Regions from separate parts of the Mus musculus genome. Here region 2 is linked to region 1. The links are chromatin contacts, called in public HiChIP or PLAC-seq maps. All regions are on one chromosome and are shown on one strand. The core of a region is the stretch at or near the end of the contact, and the rest is flanking DNA. Distances in the headings are between cores, read along the strand shown. Region 1 has its middle 18 kb from the start of Gm31546. Region 2 has its middle 45 kb from the start of Gm31603.

Region 1 (5,340 bases), core at 1,178-3,677:
TAGCAGTGGTGCTGCATGGCTTTAATCCCAGCAAGCAGATCTCTGAGTTTGAGGCCAGCCTGGTCTACAGAGCGAGTTCTAGGACAGCCAGGGCTACACAGAGAAACCCTGTCTCAAAAAAGGGGGGAGAGAGGGGGCAGAGGGGAGGGAAGGAGGGGGGAGTGAGGGGGAAGAGAGGAAGGGGGAGGAGAGAGAGAGAGAGAGAGAGAGAGAGAGAGAGAGAGAGAAACTTCTCCAGGGAGACATGAACTTGTATTCACTCCAGATAGCTCACTGATGACACAGGGAAGAAACTGTTCTACCCTCGTCTAGTTTGGTGAACAGGGTGAGTTTAATGATGTGATAGCTGCTTCGCAATACAGCTAGTCCCCAGTTCATGCAATGTACAGCACTGGAGCTCTCTGCACAGCTAGCAGGCAGTTCCACAGAAGAGTCCCCCTTAGCATTGACTGCTTACTTAATCCCCAGGCAGGGCCACCATTATCTTTGTTTTCATTTGAGTTCTTGTAACTCTCTTGTGGGTTTCATGAGCAGTCTCTCCTCCAGGAATGCTTCTGAGGAAAGACCAACCCTCTTTTGTCTTCAGGAGACTGGGCAACCCCAAGAGTAACTTCTTGGTTTTGTTCCTTGTTTGAGACCGATGTCAATAGCAGTGTTTGGAAGCCTGAAGCGGGGACATGAGTGGGTGGTTGGGGCCCCTCCCACACACAGCTATGCAGGACGGGAAGCAGGGGCGTGAGCTCTGGGAGGACTTCCGGGTCTCTGGGCTTGCAGTGGCCCATTGTATGCAGATCTGGGTGGTTTCTCAGCCCACACCAGGCACCAGCCCCACCAGCTCCACCTTCAGCTGATACAGAACTGGGTCAGTGCCTCTGCCCAGCTAGGAGGAGCTCTGAGCTGGTTACTCATTCTTACTCATGGAGGTTCTGCAATGCCTCACCGCCAGCCCCAACCTCCGGTCTCCCACATGCATTCCGAGCCTCCCTGTCCATCTGGAGAGCAGCGAACTGAGAGGGTTGAAAGGAGATCCCAGACTTGTAAAACCAGATGCTGGCTCCTCCAGGCTGGCTCCCCCTCATCCACCAGCCAACAGTTTTTACCTTTTTAAAAAGTCACACCCCTGGGAGCAGAGCATCCACTGAACTGCTGATATGGGACAGGGTGGGGGATGGGACTGAGAAGGTGGGAGTTAAAAATCAAAGTGATAAATGGGCCAACTGTTGCATTCACACCACGGGTTGAGGCAGTTGCTGTCCCTAGGAAAACAAAGGCACTCCAGGATCTCCAGCCACCAGGGACACCCCTCATATAGGGATGACAGGCCAGCTCTTGTCTCTCCTCACCCCTGACTCTTGTCACCCTCCTCTCCAGGTTCCCCAAGATCTGCAGTACTGTATTTAGTTGCTGGGGAAAGAGAAATTGTTTCTGGCCAAGGTTGATCTACTTGACTGTGACTTTAAATGCAAAATGTCCCTCTCAGGTTTATGCAGTAGGAATGATGCTTGGGGGAAACATGGACCCTTTAAGAGCCGGGGCTTAGCTAGAGAAAGTAAGTCACTGGAGAACAGGGTCTTAACCAGTTTCTGCTTCCATGAGGAGCTATGGTGTCCTTTCCACTTCCTAGTCTGATGGTCAGGTCAGGAGCTCTAGCACAGCCTCCAGCCACCCTGAACTCTCCTGTACAGTCCCCACTGTGAAGGATGGACGTTCTCTCGCTCCAAATTGCTTTTGTCCAAGATTTTGTCAAGGCAAGAAGAAATGTAGCCAACACAGGCACATCCTTCCAAAGGGCTGCAGCCTGGAGACCAGGGGGTGTGGTCACATCAAGTGTTCAATGCTGACAACGCACAGAGCAGGGCAGTCAGAGGTGACACATGGAACCCAGCCAGTGAGATGGACAAGTGCTCACGTGTTCCCATGTCTGTTTCCCACCAGGTTTCCGGTGCTTCTCCTTCACCTCCCACTTCATACCTTCTGAGCTATGGGTGGGCTGCCTGGGGGCCAAAGGCCACAGATCCCAGGGGTATGCCTCAGATTGTCCCTGTGACCCTGTCAACTGGGGTGCAAGTCCCAGAGAGACATGGAACCGCCCCCACTTCCTCTTGAACACCTGCTGGTCTGAGGTAAAGCCTCTACTGAAGGAGTATGCTCGGTGGCCTCCAGGAAATCTACCCATATTACAGTAGGATGCAGAAGGCTGCGAGAACCCACAGACCCCTTGGGTTCTGCCCAGACAGACTGTGACCGGGATGGTGACGTAGGCTGATCAGCCTGGCCACACCCCAAATCCTGTTTGGCCTGGTTTTTGTAGGAAGGCAAGAGGTAAGGGCCTAGAGAATGAGGCAACAGCTTCCCCAGGGTGAGTTCCTGCCCAGAGCTGGTATCTGGTTTCTCAGCCAAGCATGGGTGGCTCTGGCTCTGTCTCTGATTCCGCTGACTCACAGTTTGGATTACACATTGGACATAGCTTGTCTGTTTGCCTGGACACTGACCCTTGGTCCTGGTTGCACGCTGCACATGGGCCTCTAGGTTTGTCCGGATATTGATCCTCAATCCTGGTCACACTCTAAACATTAGTCACCTACCTTGGCTGATTCTGCATGCACACTGCACACTGGCTGGCTGTTTGCCTGGATACTGATCCCTGATCCTGGTTGCACAGTATACACTGGTTTTCTATGCTTGCTTGGGACTCATCCTTGATCCTAGTTGTACTTTGTACTCTGTTATCTAAGTGTGGCTGGCTAGTCCTCCCAGAGAAAGGTCTTACTTGCAGTCACCCCAACCCTATTTTCAGAAGACACTCGGCTTTCTTGGAGTCGGACTGGGGCCTTGCTGGGCTTTCCTCTAGCCTAATTTTAATAAGCTGGCCGGATGTTTCTTTAGGTAGTAGAAACAGGCATGTTCTTGAGACTCAGGTTCACCTTCACCTTTGAAGGCAGGACATGGCAGGATGCTTGAGATCAGGGCTTGGGATAACAGGAGAACCTTGTTAACCACCGGGAAGGCTTTGCCCCACCTTGTACCCATTTCCCAGGCTGTCATGTTGCTGACAGTCATGTCCGACTCTTTCAGCATGCAGGTTACAGCTGCACGATGGTACCGATTTCTTACTCCTCACGGAGCCTGTATCTAGTGATGATTTGTGCTTTGTGAGCTAGGAAGCTGGGGGCTACCCACTCCTATTCTCACCTCTGTCTGGGGTCTCAGATGCTGGCAAGAATCACACATTCTGGGCTTGCTGGGGACTCGGCCTATCTAAGTCCCTACCCCCACCCACAGGGGAATTGTGGAAATGCCCCTGTCCCTCTTGAGAGTGAAATGTAGTCAGTAAATACCTAGGACTTCACCTGTGGGGTACCGAGAGCCGCTGTGGCAGAAGTTCTGGTTGTCAGGGGACCTGTCCATGATCACAGCATATCAGTGGGAACCCTTAAGGGAACGTGACTCACAGGCTGCTTGCTCCTGACTCCTCCCAGCTGAAGAAAGAAAGGATGGTTAGCAAACAGCAGGTGGGTGGCTGTGTGAGACAAACGTCAGGGAGAATGTTATGGGGTTGCTGGGGTCAAAGCCTGAGTCCTGGTAGCTATAAAAAAAAGTTAGCCAGGGCTACCCCTCCCCAGTTAAAGAAGTAGCAATAAAAGCAGAGAAAAGAGATTTATTTTTTGTGGCCACAGTGGGAAGAACAAAGGGGTCTAGCAACCCTCAAGTCCATCTCTGAGATCCTGGCATGAGGTTTAGGGTTAAGTAGAAAGCAAGTGAATGCGCAGAGAAGCAGATCTGGCCAAGGTGTGGCCCCGCCCATCACTGAGCTGCTGCCGCTGCCACTGCCACCACTACCACCACCACCACCACCACCTGGGCTCCAGTCTCCTGTGAGGTGGTGTGACACATGGTCAGACCTGTGTGACCCTTCCTGGGGGATTCTGGCTGGCACAAGGCCTTCTCCATCTGACAGCTTGAGATTCCCAGAGAAATTCCAGTTTCTTGGAGTCCCCAGTAGTCTGACAGCCAAAGAATAGGCTACAAGGGTCTCTTTATAAAACTGTCACAACAGAAGTCATGGGAAGATGGAGCGATGAAGCCCTGGTTGAAGAAGAACACGTGGCACTGTACAGGACAGTTGACCCAGGTGACAGTTAAGGAGCAGCCGGTGAAGGGTGATGAGTTACAAGTGCCCACAGGGAAAAGGGACACAGGACAACCAGGGTTACATCAGAGGGAACTGGACTCTCCCACACACCCTGCTATGAAGCCTGAGGTCCTTGAGGCAGAGGGTATTCCTGGAACCTTGTGGGTAGGACTCAGGCCACATGCAACCCTGAGTTTCTATTCATCCAGCCGGATTCTGCAGGAAGGATCTTCATCAAGGACAAGAGGACAAGCCCTGGGTGAAGAAAGGGCTTGGGGGGACAGCAGGCGGTGGGAGTGGAATCCAGATACAAGGGATGTCTGCCATGTTTTGGTTTTATGGGAAAATGGAGAAAGTCTTTCTCAAAAGCAGCGATTACTAAGGGTGAATAGGAGAGAAACCACAGGAAATTTTTTTTTCCCTAGGACCAAATATCTAAAAGAAAAAAGTTCCCCCAAACTAAACAAAATTAGATTGAGAAATTCCACAAGGTACCTAAGGGACCGAGTGGCTCCTGGTGCTTCCCACTGGCGCCAGCCTCAAGCCCTAACAGCCGCCTGGGGAAGGGACACTAAGTTGATGCAGAAGTCACAATTCTTTCTTGCAGAACCTTTGTTGCTGAAAGTTGGAAACGGTTTATGTGAACCTCAGTAGGAACAGCTGGTGACACCCCTCCCAACCCAACACACACACACACACACAAGAATGTGCACATACACATTCACACTTGTACACATATGCATACTCGTACACACATGCACATGGGTACACACATGCACATATACACATATATGTACATGCACATTCACACCTACACACACATACACATGTGCGTATACACACATACACACACACATACACATTCACTTGAACACATGCACACTCATTCACACATGCACACAAACACATCTGTACCTGTCTAGGCACCTCTCCTCTTCCCTACCCCCTTGGCAGGGCAGGTGGAGACCCCCAGATTCCTTGTGGTCCCCTTCACTTAAGGCCCTTGGGTGTTGGCAGCAAGCAGGATCCACAAGGTGATTTCCCCATGACACCCTGAGCTGAGTACCATTCAACATTAAAGAAACAAAGGAACCCTCTAATTAAGAGATGAAACCCTGCCTTCAAAGAATGACAGGAGGCCAGACTGCAGGAAGAGCTGCTGCCGGGGCCTGGGTGGTCTTGCTGGTGTTTGCTGCTCCGAGATTTGA
Region 2 (5,340 bases), core at 1,201-3,700, 71 kb before region 1:
CCTCACCCATCCTTCTAGTTCCTTTAGTGACAGGTCACGCTTGTCTGTACATGTCTGGGCTGATGGACTTTGTCCATGGGAATATGATGGTTCTCCACCTTCTAAGAACTTCAGATCTCACAGCTGTATCAACAGAGGAGAGAAAAGACACGGATATGTAAAAGTAGCACAGGGTAGAGGAGACAGGGAGACTGAACCAAGGTGCTGCCTTTATTTGAGGTATTCATGAGAAACATGAGGGGTGATACCCAAGCCTCCAAAGTCAGGGCCTTGGGGAGTCAGAGAGTCTGACTCAGGCAAGAGCAGGAACTGGACGGAGAGGTCAGGCATGACAGCAGAAGAGAGGACGGTGAGTGCATGAAGCCACAGGAAAAACTCAGAACTCTGGGAATGAGGGACAGCATACATCAGAAAGACAGCCCATGCTCCACCTACAGAGGGCCTCAAACACCAGCCACAAGACACTACAAGCAAGTACAGACACACTGGTATGACATCTTTGATGCTGCGGTGATGAGCCAGCTCTGCAAGCAAGCCTCAAAGGTGGTGATGATCCTACCAGCATTGCAGGCGAGTATCTGAAACTAAGATCAGATGAGTAATCGCATTAAGTCACAGCACATGGGATGCCAGAGTCAGGAGCCAACCAGGACCTGGGCTGACTCAGCCCTGGACACACCATGGACTTTGCACAAAATAGATGTAACGACAGATGAAAGGGGTGGGTTCCTTGTTTGCTTGCTCCTTGTTGTCCCTGAAAGTCACTATGGAAATAAAGTTTGGCTTGTAAGTGATTGAAATGTGTGCAAATATTATCAATAATGTTATGTGATATTCTGATGATTATTCCTCTTAAGTTACTTCAAATACACTGTGTTGCTACACCCTCAGTGTAACCCTGAGGCTTCAACAAACCCATATTATTATTATTATTACTTTATTGTTTTACTAAGACCACTGTTATTCTGGATTTTCCCCCAAGAGAGAAACTGAGACCAAAAGTGTCGAACCTTCCCAAAGCACTTGATCAGTCAGGATTCAAACCTATGTCTCTCTGATGTTTTTCAATCACTTGCTACTGGGGAATGAGAAGAAAGGTTGACCAGATGGGCATGTCTAGAAACCTGTGTTACTGACCAGTGGGTTTCATATTCAAATGATCCCCAACATATTGTCAGCCTGGTGGGCGATGAATAAGAGCATTCCAAGTAAGTCACGCTTAGAACCTGGTTCAGGGGCTTGGACTGTGATTCTTCAGCTCGCTGCCAGTGTAGACACTTGTCCTCTTGTGACTCTCAGGGCTACCACCAGAAAGGAAGCTGCATGTGTTAAGAACACAGAAGGCACCCTAAAGTCACCTCTGTATAGTGTGCCTCTTGCAGTTCTGCTCCCAAGGGACTATGGCCGGTCTCTGTCTCTACACCCTGGCCTCCCCTTCCCTGCTTACCTCTCCAGGATGAAGCTTGTTTTCTTTATTTGTTATTGTTATTTTGTGTGTGTGCATGTATGTGTTATATATCCACATGTGTACTTGTTGTGCAGGCCAAGGTTGTCCTGTTCTATCACTCTCTGCCTTAATCTCTTGAGACCCTGACTTTTCCTGCTCTTGAGACTAGGCTGGCAGCCAACTGATGCCAATCCTCCTCTCTCCCCCTCCCACTGTGTGTAAGCTACAGCCTCACACAGCCACACCACATTCTCTGAGTGGGGGCTGGAGATTTGAACTCAAGTCCTCATGCATGTTCAGCATTCTTACCCACCGATTCACCTCCCCACCCACTGAAGCTTCTTTTTTCCAGCCTGCCTTGGATCACTAAGCCTGGTTGAGTCCTAAACAGGCCCGAGCAGGCTGTGACAGACCAGGGCCTAGCTGAGAACAAAAGGGAGTTGAGGAGAAGATGCCTGGAGGGAGTGAGCACTGTCATCACTCTGCTCCAAGTGGGTTCTATGCAGCCAGGCACCGGCAGGATGAGTCAATGGCCAGTCAGAAGAAATGGAGGCCACACAACAGAGCTGCTGCCGAATCCTGTGGAAGGCTGGGCCTCCCACGCCCCAGGCTCTTCACACACCTTACTGTCTAATTTGGAATATCCCCACGAGTTTGTTGGTTCTGCGTCATGTGAGCAGTCTTTTATGCCAGATTGCTAAACAACTTGAATGAATGGACCTGCTTGTGCTTCTTCCCCATGGCCAAACCTCCACATCAATCTGTGAAACCCGACCTTCGGTAAAGCCACCAGTCCATCTCTCAGACCTGCTTCAGGGCAAGGAGCTGTGTGGTCTTCCTCCAGTGGCTTTGAACACACAGGTGCTGTGAAGGGCTCTAGAAATATCTTTTGGGATGGGGAAGAAGCCAAGTAGGTAAAGTGATCTCGTATTGCAAGCACGTAGACCTGGATTTGGTTCCCAGATAGTGTTTGTAAAAGGCCAGATGTGGTGACATCCTCACGTAGTCCTCTGCACTGGGAAGGGAGAGGCAGGCAGATCCCTAGGGCTCACTGACTGTCCAGCCTGACATAACTTCTAAGTCCCAGGCAAGTGTGAGACATTGTCCTCTGGCCTCCCCATGGGTGCTTGCACGCTCACATGCACACACACTAACAAAACAAACATAAAACAAATATTTCTTCTATAAAATTTCCTATACATATATATTCACTTCTCTGTGCTCAGCAATGGCCAGGTGCTTGTCTACTGGTGACAGCCATTAGTCATTGTCGGGAATAAAAGACTTTTAAAAGGGGGCCAGCTGTTCTTGGGTCACCATTCTTGCCCTCTACCCCCTAGACAGACAGAGACATTCTCACTGATAACAATTGCTCAATATTTTCTCCTGGAACAAGTTTGCCAGTAATTTCTCAGCTTGAAAGTCAAAGGAAATGAAATCTTATGTGCAAACATGGACTTTCTTGTGTGTCTCTCTCTCTGTGTGCATGTGCATTAGATGTGCGTGTATGCACATTCAAGTGTGATGTACACATGAACAAGAACTGAATGTGCGTGAGCACATGCACAAGCGAGGGTCAAAGGTATATAGGCGGTCCTTCCTCAGGCATGCTTCCTTAGCCATTACCTTGTCTTCTAGATGCACTCTTCCTCTGGCCTGGATCTCTCCGAGTAGCCTAGGCTAGCTGGCCAGTGCCCAGGGATCATCCTGTACCTGTCTTCCCTAGGGCTCGGATCCCAAGCACACCACCATGCCTGCATTATTATTATTATTGTTAAATATGGGTTCTTGCAGTGAGTCTCCAATCTTCACAAGTGTGAGACTCACTGTGCTTTACTAACTGAACTGTCTCCCCGGTGTCAGACACGATTTTTCAATCACTCGAAACATCCCCATCCCCCAATCTCCCAGTGGCCTGGCTGAGGGGCCTCTGAGTCATGAAGAGCTGCCAGAGAGGAAGATGTGTTGTGACGGATTCAAGGAGAAGTCTTCAGAGCCCTTTGAGTCAGAGTGAGTCACTGCTTTTGAGCCAACTGACACAAGCTGCCAACTGCAGGATTAATGGTGATGGGTAAGCTACTGAAGCTCCTAGAACCCCTCCCTCACCCACACATGCCATTTCATGAGGACATAATGAAAGGATGTGTCAGCTTAGGATTCCTTTAGGTTTGTCTGATAGGTCTCCTCTCCTCTCCATTCATCTCACCCAGTCTTCCTAACATGTACATATCTAAATATGTACATGTGTGATATATGCATATATTTGCATGTATACATATCTACTCATTCTTACATGAATGTACAAGAAAGCAAGACTTGGAAGTGGATGGTATCATTAGTACCATTCTACTGAAAAGAGGAAGTGAGTTGCCAGCAGATCAGGGGCCACAGCTCTGTCCCAGAAAGCCAACCAGGTTAGGCATAACAAAGAGACTGGCTTGGTTCCTTCAAGGACTGAGGATAAACTTTGCATAGTGGATGAGATTTCAATAGAGATTTGTCCATGCAGTTTAGACTAAGAAAAACCGTGATAAGAAAAACCCATATGCTCGTAAGAATCTCATATGGATGGCCCCCAGTGCTGTGGGTGCCACCTCCCTAATAATGCCTATTGCTGCAGCTATAACCCTGGCTAGTTGCCATCAATCAAACCCAGGAAGCAAGGCGTGGACCTCCATCTGCATGACACTTGTGTGCAACACATGTACAGCCACATGGTACCGGGACAGACAGTTGGGGAAGCACTTCTGCCTCCCTGTACCAGTTGCATGGGATGGGGAGGCTCCAACAGTTGGCTTGGCTCCACCGTTGATCTTATTGGTTAATTCCCTCCAGTTCCATCATTTATTCCAGGAACCCTCTGTCCCATTGTCTTGGCAGAAATAATCTATGAAAGGACTCAGAAGGGGAACTAAACATTTTAGTGGGAAAGATTGGAAAATTAACGAGAGGCTGGCTCTGTTCCTTCAAGGACTGAGGATGAACCCAGCACATATGGATAAGATTTCAGGAGGGATTTGTCCATGGCATTTAGACTAAGAAAAACTCTGGAAATGCCACATGCTCATAAGATTCTCATCAGGGCGGCCAAGCAGGCAGATGGACAACATCTGAGGGGCAAGAGGACGAAATAAGATGCTCTCTAAACACGTGAGTGGTAGCAGCTGTCAAGCGTGGGCTCATTCACATGTCTTAAGCCCCAGGTAGGGAGGAGAGAGGCAGAGACAAGATGGCCTCCTGGAGACAGCCTCATTCAATCTGGGAATCAGAACACCTGGTCCAAGCCGCAGACTTCAGCTCTTCTACATGCCAGGACCTCATTTTATATTCTGTAATCACAATTTGTGTGCATACAGGTGGAGGCCAGAAGACAGCCTTAGACATACCATCCACCTTAATTTCTTATTTTTTGAGATGGGATCTCTTATGACCTGGAACTCACTAAGCTAGCAGGGCCGATCAGTGAGTCCCAGGGATTCTGTCTCTACCCTCCCCAGTACTGGCTTACAAGAACCCCACCATTCCGAGCTTTTTTTAAGTGTGTCAGGTTGGTGATTTGCCAGGCAGACAACAAGCTCTCTCCCCAGCTCCCTGTGCTGTATGCGTAGCTTGGTTTTGTTCTTTGCTGTTGTCTTTCTTTCCTTGTTTCTCAACAAAACCAAACATACTTGCTCTCCTAGCGTCACAAAGCAGAAAGGGTTCCAAGAGGAAATTGTTTCACAACAAGGGAGTCCTGGGAAGAATTAAAGACTGAGAAACCCTTGTAATGAGATTAAGGGGGAAATGCCTTGATGCGTCCACTCAGAACGGCCTCCTACTGCTGAGAAGGCAGCACAAACACTAGCATTGTCACAGGAAGGAAAAGGTTAACAAGCTACAAAAACAAAATTCAA

Evidence for each region. HiChIP or PLAC-seq counts read pairs in DNA pulled down with a chosen protein or histone mark.
Region 2: a contact with region 1 is called in an H3K27ac HiChIP or PLAC-seq map of embryonic fibroblasts, with 33 read pairs. The contact joins two enhancer-like sites. A contact is called at or near these places in 3 of 15 datasets of contacts at CTCF or cohesin (CD8 T cells and the NIH/3T3 cell line), 21 of 484 Hi-C or Micro-C datasets (the 4T1 cell line, the Ba/F3 cell line, the C2C12 cell line and 16 more), 15 of 115 datasets of contacts at active chromatin or transcription factors (CD8 T cells, the HPC-7 cell line, Th17 cells and 11 more) and 1 of 9 other capture datasets (liver).

Annotation. Positions count from the first base shown.
Region 1 is chr8:126,611,453-126,616,792 of GRCm38.p6, reverse strand. No RefSeq gene overlaps it. Among named protein-coding and RNA genes, the nearest start is that of Gm31546, 18 kb to the right of the region's middle. Within about 2 kb of position 2,427, at least 216 of the 459 cell types and tissues checked have an H3K27ac peak or open chromatin away from gene starts, as enhancers often do. A contact at or near this core is called in the 4T1 cell line, the C2C12 cell line, CD8 T cells and 12 more, where this site is marked.
Region 2 is chr8:126,682,236-126,687,575 of GRCm38.p6, reverse strand. No RefSeq gene overlaps it. Among named protein-coding and RNA genes, the nearest start is that of Gm31603, 45 kb to the left of the region's middle. Within about 2 kb of position 2,450, at least 122 of the 459 cell types and tissues checked have an H3K27ac peak or open chromatin away from gene starts, as enhancers often do. A contact at or near this core is called in the 4T1 cell line, the C2C12 cell line, CD8 T cells and 12 more, where this site is marked.